2 separate regions of the Mus musculus genome follow, and region 2 is linked to region 1. The links are chromatin contacts, called in public Micro-C maps. All regions are on one chromosome and are shown on one strand. The core of a region is the stretch at or near the end of the contact, and the rest is flanking DNA. Distances in the headings are between cores, read along the strand shown. Region 1 has its middle 18 kb from the start of Gm39742. Region 2 holds the start of Rcor3 (REST corepressor 3).

What was found. A called contact is a pair of places that touch in the nucleus more often than the background predicts.
Region 2: a Micro-C map of embryonic stem cells shows a contact between it and region 1, with 2.3 times the contacts expected there. The contact joins the promoter of Rcor3 here to the enhancer-like site in region 1. A contact is called at or near these places in 23 of 39 promoter capture datasets (the 3T3-L1 cell line, 3T3-L1-derived adipocytes, the C10 cell line and 16 more), 2 of 484 Hi-C or Micro-C datasets (the HPC-7 cell line and embryonic stem cells), 7 of 115 datasets of contacts at active chromatin or transcription factors (the SCID.adh cell line, effector CD8 T cells, embryonic stem cells and 4 more) and 3 of 9 other capture datasets (adipose tissue, liver and pancreatic islet).

The regions. Positions count from the first base shown.
Region 1 is chr1:191,943,419-191,950,566 of GRCm38.p6, reverse strand. No RefSeq gene overlaps it. Among named protein-coding and RNA genes, the nearest start is that of Gm39742, 18 kb to the right of the region's middle. Within about 2 kb of position 3,631, at least 25 of the 459 cell types and tissues checked have an H3K27ac peak or open chromatin away from gene starts, as enhancers often do. A contact at or near this core is called in adipose tissue, embryonic stem cells, liver and 1 more, where this site is marked.
Region 2 is chr1:192,133,748-192,140,895 of GRCm38.p6, reverse strand. It overlaps Rcor3 (REST corepressor 3), which reads left to right and starts at 2,856. Exons shown (of 12, transcript NM_001346740.1): 1 at 2,856-3,157; 2 at 3,407-3,463. The coding sequence starts at 2,998. Gm10516 (predicted gene 10516) reads right to left here and starts at 3,998. Exons shown (of 4, transcript NR_033536.1): 1 at 3,835-3,998.

The DNA.
Region 1 (7,148 bases), core at 2,382-4,881:
GCCTCAACTCCAACAACCACCAAATCAACTCTTACCACTTCCTCCATGAAGCCTTCCTCAGCCTTCTCACTGAAATGGCTCTTATTTGACCTCTTGCAGTCCAGTGACTTCCTTCAGACATCATGTGCTTACAGTGGTGAAGGGAGGAGACCTCGTAACACTGGTCACCAGGAAGACACAGGTTCAGCTACAATGGCAGGCACACTGCTCTCTACACTCAGATCAGTGCCAGGTATGGAGCAGAAATGCAGTCAGTGCTTGCTTGGTGGGTGTATTTGTTGATGTACTTTGTTTTATTTTTGTTGAATAGATGAAACAAAAATAGATAGCCTCTTCCCACCCTCCCTACAGAGACCTGTGTCTACAGAACCTCAGGAGCCAAGGAGAGCTTAAGGACTTAAGGACTGACTGGCTGGCTCCTACTGAGATAGATAGATAGATAGATAGATAGATAGATAGATAGATAGATAGACAGACAGATAGACAGATAGACAGATAGACAGACAGACAGATAGATAGACAGACAGATAGACAGACATACAGATAGACAGATAGATAGACAGATAGACAGACAGACAGATAGATAGACAGATAGACAGACAGACAGACAGATAGATAGACAGATAGTGTGTGTGTATGTGTATGCTTGCACGCACACACATACATGTTCATCTGTATATGAACATGTATGTGTGCACACACATGTAGAGGCCAGAGGTCAACACCAGGTGTCAATTCCACCTTATTTTTTGAGACAGATGTTGACATTTCTTCTAGGCTCTGCCCCACAGTTACCTGGTAATGGCCAGGTATGCCTGACTCACTGTAGTGGCTATTCCTGGTTGTCAACTTGACTATATTTGGAATGAACTACAATCCAGAATTGGAAGGCTCACCAGTGACCCTTATCTGGAGGCTGGGAGATAGAAATTTCTGATCTGGATCTTGGTATGGAGATCTTGAAGCATAGTGGCTATGGATTCCAGAAGATTAAGACAGGGAGATCTCCGAGTTCAAGGTCATCTGGGATTAAAGGTGTAGTGGAACATACCTTTAATCTAGGCTACACCTTCTGCTGGAGACCATATAAAGACATTGGAAGAAGGGAGTCTTGCTCTTGCTCCCTCGCCTGCTTGCCCTGTGGGACTGAGCAACTGCTAGATCCTTGGACTTCCATTCACAGCTACTACTGAACCATTGTTGGGAATTGGACTGCAAACTGTAAGTCATCAATAAATTCCTTTACTATATAGAGACTATCCATAAATTCTGTGACTCTAGAGAACCCTGACTAATACACTCACTATAAACAGGGCTGCTTGCCCCCTCCTCTCTCGCTCTCTTCTGTCTCTTCTCTCTCTGTCCCTTCTCTCCTCATTCCTCTCCCCCCATCTCTCCACATGTTCATGAGCAGCCTCTACTTCTCTCTTCTCTCTTTCTCTGTTTGTCCCCTCCCCATGCCCTGAATAAACTCTATTCTATACTGTACCATCCTGTGGCTGGTTCCTCAGAGGGGAGGGATGCCTCAGCATGGGCCTGCAGAGGCGACCCCTTCTCCCACACCATACCACACCTCCATCAAACACGACTTCTTTTTCTTTTTTATAAAGCACAGCAATAGGGTCTCTCTTGAGTTTGGCGTTCACAAAGCCAGCTTAGGCCGCTGGCCAGGACTCGCCAGAGACCTCCTGCCTCTGCTTCCCCCAGAAGTACAGGCCGCCGTCGCACTTGGGGTTTTCTTTGAGGTCTGGGGAATCCCAGTTTGGTCCTGCACTTGCACAGCAAGCTGTTTACGGCCTGAGCAATCTCCCTGGCTCCATGGTTTATTTCTGTTTTCCTGTTTTCACTGTGTACAGCTAAGCCATTATTTCATACATAACAAAGTTGTACTACCAAGGGACACATTCTTCCAAAGAGGAAAAGAGCCAAGGGTTCTGTCACTGGGAAGACAGCATGGCAGCCTGGCCCTCCACAGCCACTGCAGTCTAACTGTCCCCCACTTCGCATCATTTGCTTTGAAGTCAACCTGGCAATTTGTAGGCTGGGAGACTTCACACCATGAACCCCAGTTCTGGGGCCCTACTCCTGTTCTGAGACCTTCCCTCACCCCTGAACCAGAAATCTGGTCTTTTCTTTTTAAATATTTTTATTAGATTTATTTATTTATTATATGTGAGTACACTGTAGCTGTCTTCAGACACTCCAGAAGAGGGTGTCAGATCTCATTACAGATGGTTGTGAGCCACCATGTGGTTGCTGGGATTTGAACTCAGGACCTTTGGAAGAGCAGTCAGTGCTCTTAACCGCTGAGCCTTCTCTCCAGCCCCTGGTCCTCTTTTTCTTAAGATTGTTAGACACATTGCTTCTTTTCTCTGAGCCTGGGTCTTCATTGGTTAAATAAAAACAAAAGAGCCATCATGTCTGAGCCTCCAGTCTTAGTGGGCTGTCAGTCAACCTGGGAGGTGGGCAGGAGTTGGAGGGTTGTGAGCTCCACAGGCAGGAGCGCTGAGATGTAAAGATTGATGGCTGGAGACTCAGGTCCAGCAGACTACACCCGTGTGCAGCTCTGTCACCTAGGTGAGTGTGAGGCGGTCATGAACGAGAACAGCAAGGAGAGCTTAGAGAGGCAACGGAGGTGCTAAGAGGGCATCAGGTGTTGCTAGTGCTTTTTTACCTCACCCGTCACGTGAGGCTCTGGGGATACAGAGTGTGAAGCAGTAAGCAACACGGACTAGAAGGAAGACTCTTGGGTTTCTGACTGGAAACAGTTGGAACAAACCAAGCATGGTTAATATCTTTAAGAGGTGTTTAAACAAAAGGCACTTGGTGGGAAAGTTGCTTCAGGATCCCGAGTTTCACAGCAAGAGGTCAGGCAAAGCAGAGACAAAGGAGAGGACTGGAGAGGAGAGCCCGGAGTCCTCCCCTAGAGGGACAGGAGAGCCTCCTGACTGTTGTTCATCTTTAGCTGCAGTGGGGAGGTCCTGGAGGATGTAACGCCACAACAAATGTTCAGCAGGCACTGAGCACAAACACACCAGCACGCCTCCCCATGCCTTATTCCATCAGTTTAGATAGAAGTGGGAACAGAACCGAGCAGTGGAGGCGCACGCCTTTAATCCCAGCACTTGGGTGGCAGAGGCAGGCAGATTTCTGAGTTCAAGACGAGCCTGGTCTACAGAGTGAGTTCCAGAACAGCCAGAGGTATACAGAGAAACCCGGTCTCGAGAGGAGGAGGTGGGGGAGAGGGAGGGGAGGAGGAGGAGAAGGAGAAGGAAGAAAGAAGAAGAAGAAAAAAGTGGGAACAGGCTCTCCAGACCTAGACACACTTCCTTCTCTGGTCCAGGGCCTGCCTTCCAGGTCATAGAACTGCACTCTCATCTCTGCTGGGTCCCTTGAGTGGTGTGGGCTCTGGGAGCAGGGCAAGTAAATCCACTTGGAGGGTGAGACTCCTCAACCCCACCCTTTAGCCATGCGCCCCCAGCTGGGCTAGAGGCAATGCCAATTGTGTGTATATGTACACAGCTTTTACCTCTTCCCCCACTCTGGGGAGGCAGATAAGAAACACCAGTGCTGGGGGGGGGGGTGTCCTACAGCCAGAAAGGAGGGAAGTCTAGGTTGGAAAACAGTCTGAAGTCCAAAGTCCTGGTCCGTTTGTAGGGACCATACTTATCATAAACAAACAAATAGCAACTGAGTCCTGACACCAGCTTGAATTTTAGATAAACAAGGAATACTTTTAAAGAATCTATGGCCCCGAAATATCGTACAGGAAGTTAATAATAAAAACAACACCTTATTTGTCTGATAATGTATGTCTAGGCGGTGCCTTACATTTCTCACGTTTCTCCCGGCAGTCCTGCATCTCAGCTACTCTGTGATTCTACTGTCCCTAAGACCTCAAACCTCCTGAACTATTGGGAAAACCAGAAGCCAAGGCTAAAGGGAGCTGTAAATGTTCCCACCGGCTCCTGGCTCAAGCAGAGACTTGACTTGAAGGTCAGCTGGCCTTTCCTTTTCCAGGAATTAGGCAAAGGGATCTTCCCCTGGGGGCTGATTTCACCAGGACACAGATGCGACCCTCCTCCGCCCAAGTACACCCTGGTAGGAGGAGCAGCCTCAAGGCCAAGAAGTCCCCACCCAGAATCAGCTTCCTCCACCACACCCTAGTACTGAGAAACCCCCACCACCCCCCAAGCTCATGCCCCAAGGCACTCTGGGCCTTTCCGCACGCTGTTATTTGGATACAGAGCCTGCCTCGAACACCCTGGCTGGACCTACCGGGCAGAGCACAGGGTTCCAGGTCTCAGACACACAGGGCAGTTTTTTTTTTTTTAAAGTATATCTCAGATATTACAATTTTCACTGGGTCCAAGGAGTTACCTCAGCTGCTGTTAGCGACTAGAGAGTGTGGACTGTCACGTCCTCACAGACACTGCTGGCCTCTGGGGCACAGGGTGGGAAGGGAAAGAGAGTGAGCTGTGGTCTTCAAACCTGTTCTCTTGTGTCCAGCTTACAGACACAAGGCCAGTGGCCCAGCCCGCTCCTCAGCCTGCCCTGGCCACCTGCAAGCCCCCAAGGGACTGGAGCACCACAAAGACTTCACCCTCCATCCTCACACTACCTCTAAACTGTGACCCCGCCCCCATCTTCTCCCAACATTAGCTCTCCCCGTGAGACCCACAGATGGGCCACAGAGGCTCCATGACGGTTGCTCAGGTCTAGACACATTTGTTCAGACTGCTTCCAGAGGGATTGTGGGAAACTGACCAGGGAGGTCAGCAGTGACCCAGGAAGGTAGGGCAGGGACTGCAGGGAGTTCGGGATCCCTCCCTGGCCTGTGAAGAATACTGTCTTCTGCTGCGAAAGCTCCTCCACACCGCGGCAGGAGTCCTAGGCCTGGCCCAGGCTTGTGCTCAGTAGATGCCTACCAAAACCAATGGGGAGTCTTAGTACGTCTACCTCCCTACTGAGATGTAGAGGTCACAGTACAATGTCACTGAACTTTGCCTCCTTTTCACCAGGTCTCAGATACTTGACAAAGTCCGTGTGCTCCTGGTACCCGGCTCACTTCTCTGGGCACCCACCGTATGAGTTCTTGCCTTCAGCCATTGCCCAGGTGGCTTAGACCTTGGTGTCAAGGCCTTTGAACTGGGTGGGCATGCACCCAGGTCTGGGGCAGGCATTACAGAAATAGTTTCATCATTTCGCTCATTAGAGTCCCTATCTTAGAGCCTAGACTAACACTGAGTAGAGCTGTTCCTCCTCCTGTAGGCTGAAGGTTACTGTGCTCCATAGCTATTAGACCTGACTCCCTGCTTCCTTCCTAGGGTGGGTCTTTCTCATGGATGACCACAGAAATAGAAGCAAGGCTTCATCAGGTCGGTCCCTCTGGCTACACTCACACCACACTGCCCGAGGGACTATGCCTCACTTAACATGTCTCCACATGAGTGACCACAAACTCAGACCCCACTCGAATACACAGTTTCTGCACTCACACCCACGTTCATCTCACACCTGCTTACATTCTCCCACCCATCACACACCCATACCCTTACCTGACACACTCCCTCTCTACAGAAGGGGTAAAGCAGCTAGCTCATAGACTTTTGTAGTCCCCTGCTGTCCCCAGATCAGGAGCCTGTGAGCAGCGGGTGCCCCATGCATTGAACACTCTCTTCTAGCCTGGTATACAGAAGCCTGGCAGGCAGGCAAGAGGGCAGTGACTTCTGGGATAGTGAGGACTACCTCGAGAGACCCCAACCAAAGGAATAACAACAAACCTTTTCTCCTTAACCTTTAGAAAGTTAGCACCAGGTCGGGCAGTGGTGGCGCACGCCTTTAATCCCAGCAGTCCTGAGGCAGAGGCAGGTGGATTTCTGAGTTCGAGGCCAGCCTGGTCTACAGAGTTAGTTCCAGGACAGCCAGAGCTATACAGAGAAACCCTGTCTCGACAAACAAACAAAAAATAATAAAATAAAAAATAAATAAAATAGAAAGTTAGCACCATCCCCTTCTCAACTCCTACATCCTTTTAATTCCTCAATAATCTCATGGCAAATAGAGCCCCACAGCTCATCAACACCCCCAAAGTTCCAGAGCTAAGGAGGGCCACCGTAAGCAGGCTGGACAGGACACAAGATTTCTCATGCCCGCCATCTCTAACTGCGTCTGGGTTTGTGAGGCTGGAAACCCTCCAGGGAGTATGAAGGGACCTTGGAGCATGAAGGAACCTTGTGCTCAGAGGTGTGGATATCTTGGCATCCAGACACATTTGTGGGGTCTGGGCCTGAGCTGTTCACATCTGACCTCCAAAACCTTGTCCAGCAGTGTGCCCTGCCCACTGGCCTCAGTTTGGGGTCTTACTCAGCTCTCATCCATTCCCCTGCCTCTGCCTAGGACTCTCTCTGATTCTGCAGGTCTTTGTAAGCCTTCCTGGTACCCACCTCTTAGACCTGTCGGCTCCCTAAGTGGCTTTGCTGAAGTCCTTGTCTTGCCTGACAGCTTATGACAGGCAGGGCCTTTCAGAAATCCCTTCTGAGAAGCCATGCTCAGATGGCAGAGGGCAGGTCGGGGAGGTAAAACAGCTCACCTAAGTGAAAGAGGAGTATGGTGGGGGGGGGGTGGTGTCTGAAGTGTGAGCAGAGAGAGAACAAAGCTGGGGTGGCAAGGACAGGATGGTTTCCCTCCCGGAGGAAGTGACAAACTTCCTGCACTGTGATAATGTCTGTGCCAGGAGCTAAGGGGCAGAGATCGTCCTTCGGTCTCCCCAGGAGAATCCTCAGAGATGAGGGGCTTTTGTTTTATTTTGAGACAGTGGTCTCTCTATATCGCCCTGGCTGACCCCGAACTCAGAGGCCAACTGCCTCTGCTTCCCAAGTGCTGGGATTAAAGGCATGTGCCACTATGCCCAGCTAGGGATGAGTGTCTTTACTGAGGTGAGGAAGACACCCACATGACCCTTTACAGGATGGCCCATGGCCAAGGGGGTGCACCCCACTCCCAGTGTACAGGTGTGTGCCTCCTCAGCACAGCACCAAAGCAGGGTGAACCTACCTTGCCTGCCTCACTCTAGAAGACCGAGTTCAGCAGGCATGGAAGTCAGGTGGGAAGGGCCCAGGGTTAGCAAACCCATTGTGCCCTCTCTG
Region 2 (7,148 bases), core at 1,607-4,106, 190 kb before region 1:
AAATTATTTCTTTGCTACTTTGTTGGGTTTTTTGTTTTGTTTTGTTTTGTTTTGTTTTTGAGACAGGGTTTCTCTGTATAGCCCTGGCTGTCCTGGAACTCACTTTGTAGACCAGGCTGGCCTTGAACTCAGAAATCTGCCTGCCTCTGCCTCCTGAGTGCTGCTGGGATTAAAGGCCTGTGCCACCACCCAGCTCCTCTGCTACTTTCTAACTGTAATTTTGCTACTGTTATGAGTTGTAATGTAAATGTATTTTTTGAAGGTCTTAGGCAACTCCTGTGAAAGGGTTTGTTCAGTGATTCCCCAGGGGTTGCAATCCTCAGGTTGAGAACTGTTGCTCAAGACTGTCTTGGCTGTCCTTAACCTCTACATTTTCCCTAGACTCAGCTATACAATTTATACACAATCTGCTGGCTTTCCTTAGGATTAGAATACGCCCATGGATCCCTATGCCGGGAGGGAATCTGGTCATTGTATAAGCATTCAGCCTTCTGTTTCTCAAGAACATTATTTTCCTAGAGTCCTTGGGTATCTTCTCCAAGACTCATTGCTAGATAGAAGTCATCCCAAAAGATAACTGATCTTGATCCCTTGGCCTTCTAAACGTTGTCTTATTTGAAACAAAGTTTCTCCTGTATCCTTGCTTCTGGAATTCACATGATATCAAAGAGAAGCCCAGGCAACATACAACTTAGCTAATCCCCGACCTTTGCCTTATGTTTGGTCTTTGTAACTCTTGAGAAAACCTTAAAATGGAGTTAATTTAAATACTCAACAGACCAGTAGTGCCCCCCCCCCTTCAACCCATCTCAAGAGATATTATTAACCCCTAAAGCTCTCTTCTCCGCCCAGGGGCTTTCCTCCTCTCCAAACAGAAGTAGACATTCTTCCAGATTTCTACCTAGGGCTTTTCTGTTCTGTAATGTCTTATCTGGGAAGAGACCATTTTAAGGTCCACTACAATCACCCTTCTCAACCAGGCAAGTTTAGAGTGCTTTCCTTTTCTTAAAAGCAAAACAGAAATTTGTTTTCCTTAAACACACACACACACATCCCTTCACGCCAAAATCCTTCCCCAAAGGTGAATGCAGTCTTTGGTCTAAATATTCCAGTAGAATCATTTTACTGCCAAGATTCTACTAATCAAAATAGTCCCAAAAGCCCTTGAAACTTTTGATCCCTAATCTAGACGCAGATTCTTTTCTACAGAAAAGTGAATCAGCACTATTTCAGAGTTAAAAAGTGTATCTATTAAGAGGCCTCTATTTTGTTTTGTGGTTTTTTTTTTTCTTGAATTTTCTTTTTATAGGCTCTAGCTTTTGTACTCCAGGATCAAAGGAGCTGATGTGACAGGGCTGAGATGAGTCGTGTTCATTAGAGGTTGGAATGTAAAAAATAAAATATCATTTCAGTTGTCCATAACATTTCTCCTTGCAGAAAATAAAAATCAGACTTAAAATATCCTTCAGCAATGTGTTTTTTAAAAAAAGGAACCGATGCTAGGTGTGGTGGTGCAGCTCTTTACTCCCAGCACTCAGAAGACAGAGGCAAGCGGATCTCTGTGAGTTCCAGGACAGCCAGAAGTACACATAGAAATCCTGTCTCAAAAAATAAAACGGGAGGGGAGGTTGAGTTGTGGTTCAAAAATTAATGGACACATATAGAGCTAAAAATCAACTATTTCCAGTACCAGTACTGTTTCTCCACCCGGACAAAATACTCCCTCCTTTAGACAGATGACCGGCCTAATTCTTGTATCCCAGAGTTTTCTTGGCTGAATTCTTGAGTAGGTCTGTTATTTCTCAGTAACAGAATTCCAAAGAACAGTTTTAACCTTCAAGGTAATTTTACTGTTACCCCCAAATTCTGCAGGACACACATCTGTATATTAAGCAACTCCCCCCCCCCTTTACTCCTGAGACACAAATCGTCCTCCTTGCCCAGACAGTATGTCATAAGCAAATATCCTTAAATCTGGGGAAGAAATACAGTCCAGCCAATCTTCAACTGGGTGCAAACTGCCAGAAGGCAGCTGGCCTCACCTTTCTCTGCAGCAGCAGCACCTCTCTGCAGAGCACTTCTCTCTCCACCCTCTCCAGAATTGCTCTGAGCCACCACCCCAGGCAGTGTCGACCCAGATAGCACTGGCCCGGGGAAGGTAGAGTTCGGTTATTTATTTCCCCACTCGTGGCATTCGCTTCTTAGACAGCAAAAGGGAAAGAGCCAAGTGGAAATACTGCCCTTTCAGTCCCTCTCGGACCTCACAGCAGAGAGGAGCTGCCTCGCCAGGTCTTTAGGGCCGGTCTCATTCCGGAGTGAACCGATCCTGCCTCCAACCGGAGGACCCAGCTCCTACCCCGGGGCGCACCTCGCGGGAGCAGCTCCTGTCTGAGGCCGCCAACCCCTGCCCGCGTCACCGGAGCTGCTCCGGTCCAAGGCCGCCATCCTCATAGCTCCTGTCAAAGGCCGCCATCCCCGCCGCTCCTCACCGGAGCAGCTCCTGAGACCGCCATCCCGGGTTCCCGGTCACGGGAGCAGCTCCCGCCCCGCGGCCCCGCCTCAGCAGGCCAAATTCCTTCAGCTGAGACAGGGCAGAGGCCGCCTCCCCGCCCTCCATGCCGCCTCCGGGGCCTCCACATCGTCTCCCGGCCCTCGAGCGCCCGGGAACCGGCCGGCTGGGGACGCGCGGGGTCCCGGCCCTCTGGTCTCTCCGCCCCGCGGCCGGAACCTCCCTAGGGCGGAGTGATCGCGGCCGCCCAGTGAGGAGCGCGCGGCCACGAGGGGCGCTCGGCCGGGTGGCACGGCGCGGGGCGGCGGCGGCGGGGGAGGGGAGGGAGGCGGGGCCGGGGCGGGCCGGTGTGGGGCGACTGCGCTACGGCTCGACCGGGGCGGTGATGGCGGCTCCATATTAACACCTCCTCCTCCTCCTCCGCGCTCCCGCCCGCGCCCGCCAGCCGTCTCCCCCTTCCCTGACGCCACCTCTCCCCCTCCTCTACCATGCCCGGCATGATGGAGAAAGGGCCCGAGTTACTGGGGAAGAGCCGATCGGCCAACGGCGGCGCCAAGAGCCCGGCGGGAGGCGGCGGCTCCTCGGCCAACGGCGGGCTGCACTTCTCGGAGCCCGAGAGCGGCTGCAGCAGCGACGACGAGCACGGGGGTACCTCGCCGCGCTCCCCGCCCCCGCCCGTCCGCCCGGCCCCCTTCCCCGCGCCCTCCTCCCCCTCGGAGCCGAGCCGCGGCCGCCGGAACTCCCGGTGCCGCCGCAGCCCGCGACCCGCGCCTCCCCGCCCCCACCCGGCCACGGCCTCGCCCGCGCTCCCGCGGCTGGAGAGTCTCTGCCTTGCCCTTCCCCTCTCCTCTCCTTATTTATTACCATTTTACCATATATCTTGGCATTGCTTTGCAGATGTTGGGATGAGAGTCGGAGCTGAATACCAAGCTCGGATCCCTGAATTCGATCCAGGTAGATATATTTGCTCACAGGAAAACCCCATCTCTCTCTCTCTTTTTTTTTCCCCCAGGCTTGCTCTGGGGTGGCCGGCGTCGGGATGGGAGGGAGTTACGTGGTGTTGAGTGTGGGGCGCACCAGGAGAGGCCAGGGCAGGGCAGGGCAGGGCAGGGCATCGCGGGCGGGGAGGCTGGCAGGCTCGGCTGGGCAGTGACACAGGGCGTGGGGGTAGATGTGTGCATGGCAAGGTGAACATGGTTCCCTCCCGCGGCACTTGCACGCTGGTGGCTTCGCACGGAGGTCGCGGGTCCGAGGCCCGGGGCGTGGGGACTGCAAAACCAAGGGCTGCAGGAGAGGGCGTGCGATCTGTGTGTGCATGAACCTACCCCAGGTCAGATGCCACTCCGACCCGCCCTGGGAACCCGGGGCTCAGCCAGGCTCCGCAGGGCCACGCTTGGCAACCGCCTGCTGTCATTAGCCCGAGCCAAGGGCGAGCCCTGCGACCCCGGCGCACACGGGATCCTGGTTTTTCTTTCTGCCGAGGCGGTGTGGACCTGGGCGGGGAAACGCCCGTGCCCGACACCGCCCCGGTCGCCCCCAACCCCTCCCCGCGCGCCGACCCAGCCCGGGGAAGCCAGACCACAGGACAGCGGCAGCAGCTGCCAAGGAGACATTTTCTCCGGAACAGCCAGGTTCCAGCGCCCTCCGCCAGCGCAGCTTGCGGGCTCCCTCTCTACTTTTCTCCAAACAGGCTCCCCGGCTGTCACGGGATGTCAGGCTGCTCAGGGATTGGGCGAGAGTTCCGCATATGGAGGCGCCCTTGCTGGAGCCTCTGGGCCTGGAGTGCTCGGCTGCTCTAACCCAGCCAGACTTGCCACTGGGTGGGCTCTGCCCTTCCCTGCCTGAACTGCCCTCCCACTTTTCCTGCAGTCAGTTTTTGTCTAGAGCTCATTCTTAACCGCACTGCCCGAGTCCGACGCTGGAGTTGTAGTTGGTGTTGCAGAGGACTCACTTGTAATTTCACAAGGAAAGCAGTCATGTCCGTTTAGTTTAGGTATGCTAGGGGGCTTCCATCCTTCTCCCCATTAGGACTTACCAAGTAGGTAGTATCCCCTCTCTGAAAGGAGAAGGGTAACCGTTACAAGCATAATTAGGACAGTTTCCTTCAGTACATGATACCAGAGTGCTCATCAGATTTGGGGGTTACCTTCAAAGCGACACAGCTGTTGGGATATTTTATTAGAAGACTATCGGTGTGTGCCGTGGTGGGCTTCTTGTAGTCGTATTTTTCTTGTTGGCATAGCTAGCTAGTAGGTGGGTTCCTTCACTTTATGGCTGTGCTTCAGGGCTTAGTTTGACATCGGAAAGAAGACATGTTCACTGAAGGATAGGCTGCATTTAATTCCCAGCTCTCTTGTTTTTGTCTTCTGAGCAAGTCACTGGCCTTCTCTGAGCTTCAATTTTCCTAGCTGTAAAAAACCATTGCATGGAATTCTTGCCAGGATTAAATGACTAGGCATATGGCAGTTACTCAGTAAAGATTAGATTTCATAATTATGAAGAACGATTTGGAGCTCTCGTTGCTACTCAATTTTTTAAAATATTGCTGAAGTCATTTCCCGATGGAACCCAGCAGCCGAATTATGTCATAAGCACACCTATCTTTTGCCCCATTAGGTAGATCTCGGTCAATATTTGTCTCCTAGCTATGTGCAGTTGGTTAGGGGCTTGTATGTGTTTTAGCATTTGTCATTTTAAAATACAGTTCATGCAACAATTTTAAACTAGGAAAAATAGTTAATCTATTTAGGTGGTCTTAGGTGACATTGTTTGGTTAACTAACCTAACTGATTATTTTTATCAGTTTTGCTTGTTCCAGCTACCTAGAATGTTTGTGAGAGGTGACAAAACCCCAATTAGTATTATTAGCTTTGAATTAAAATTTCCAATTTATTTACTCTGACTGTAATCAATAGAATAGGGATAAACCTAACGTTCCTTAGATGCACTTACTTCTGATTAGCAGTGTCGTCCACGGATACAGTGAAAAGCATTTGCCATTCACATGAATCACTGAAGGAAGCACTGTGCTTCGTGTGCCTGTTGCTGCTGGTTTAGTCTAAGTGTTGTACTATTTTTCGAAAGTTTTATTTCATGTTGAGCTAGTATAATTAGATGAAAATTTAAGCATTAATTGGGAAAAGATAATAGAAGAAAAGGAAAATTAGCTAATAATAAAAATTGAGAAATAATAAGCTCTCCTTTTCTCCTTCATAACCCCCCACCCCTTTCTGTTTTGTTTTCGAGACAAGGTCCTTCTACATAACCTTGCCTGTCCTGGGGCTGTCCTAGGTAGACTAGCCTGACCCTTGAACTCTGATCCACTTGCCTCTACCTCCTGAGTGCTAGGGTTAAAGATGTGTACCCCTACCCACCTCATCCCTAATAAAGCACTATTTGTATGGAAATTATTCACTGTAGTATTAGATGTAAGGCACTTGGAAGAAAATTTCCTTAGGTCCTAAGACTATTCTGAGAAAGTAGAAAAAGTAAGAGTGTTTTAGAAGAAATGATGTTGATGGTAGAACTTACACACATGGAGAATGACTTACTGTTAGGTCTCAGAAACCCAGGACAAATGGCTAACCATTATCAAGCTGGAAAAGTGGAGGGTTTTGTTGGAGTTCTGGGAGCTTGGCCATTTACCTTCCGTGGCCATGCTGGTATCCTTAGGATTTACTCCCTGGATTTCTGATTGTCGTCTTCAGTGTAAATGGGTTTGTGGTTTAGGGGCTGTTCCCCTTACATGGCCATGCTGACGTCCTTATGATTTACTGACTGGATTTCTCTTGAAAATCAGTTGTTAACTAGTTCTGGTGGTTGTCAGTTGTAAACCGGTTGTTAAGGTGTTCTTGTATTTGCTGCCTAACTGTGCTGACCCCGGAGGAGTAGCTATGATTGGTGACCATAAGCCTTCAAGTTTCTCTGGTATGAACTATCTGACTTCTTCAGACTTGTTTTCTCGTTCGTAAAAGGGAGATATTGTTAGACCATCACAGGGTTAAGTGGAAATACATTTGAAGCAGTGATTTGCAGACCTATAAAAGAAGCTTGAAGAGACAAAAAGTGACATATTTTAAAGCTGGCATTTCTTATGTGTTGCTTAGTTAAATAAGGGATAAAGAATGTAATCTTTGGTGTATTAAAATATTAATGCTTTGAAATAAAATTATCTTATTTATTTTAAATTTATTTATATATAAACATTGATGTGATAGTATCCATTTTATAAAATACATGAATACTATTGTTTTTGACTTTCGAACTCCTTTTTGTACACATTCCCCACAAAATCTTCCATAATATATTTGTGTACTTAAAAGTGCCTGGGGAGAGAGATTAGTGGATAAGAACACTTGCTACAATGACAAGGAAACTGAGTCTGAGTCACCAACATCTACAGAAAACCCAGCTGTGGCTGCACATGCCTGTAACCCCAGCCTTGGAAGAGAAAGAGAGCCAGATCCCAGGAACTCCCTGGTCAGCTCGTCCAGTGAGAAACTCTGTCTCAAGGCAATGAGGGAGAAAGAGATAAAGGAAGACATAGATGTCCTCTTGATGTCTTCCTCTGGCCTTCACAGGAGCACATACACCCTGAGACAGACACACACAAAGTGTTCCTCTCTACTTTTCATAAGTC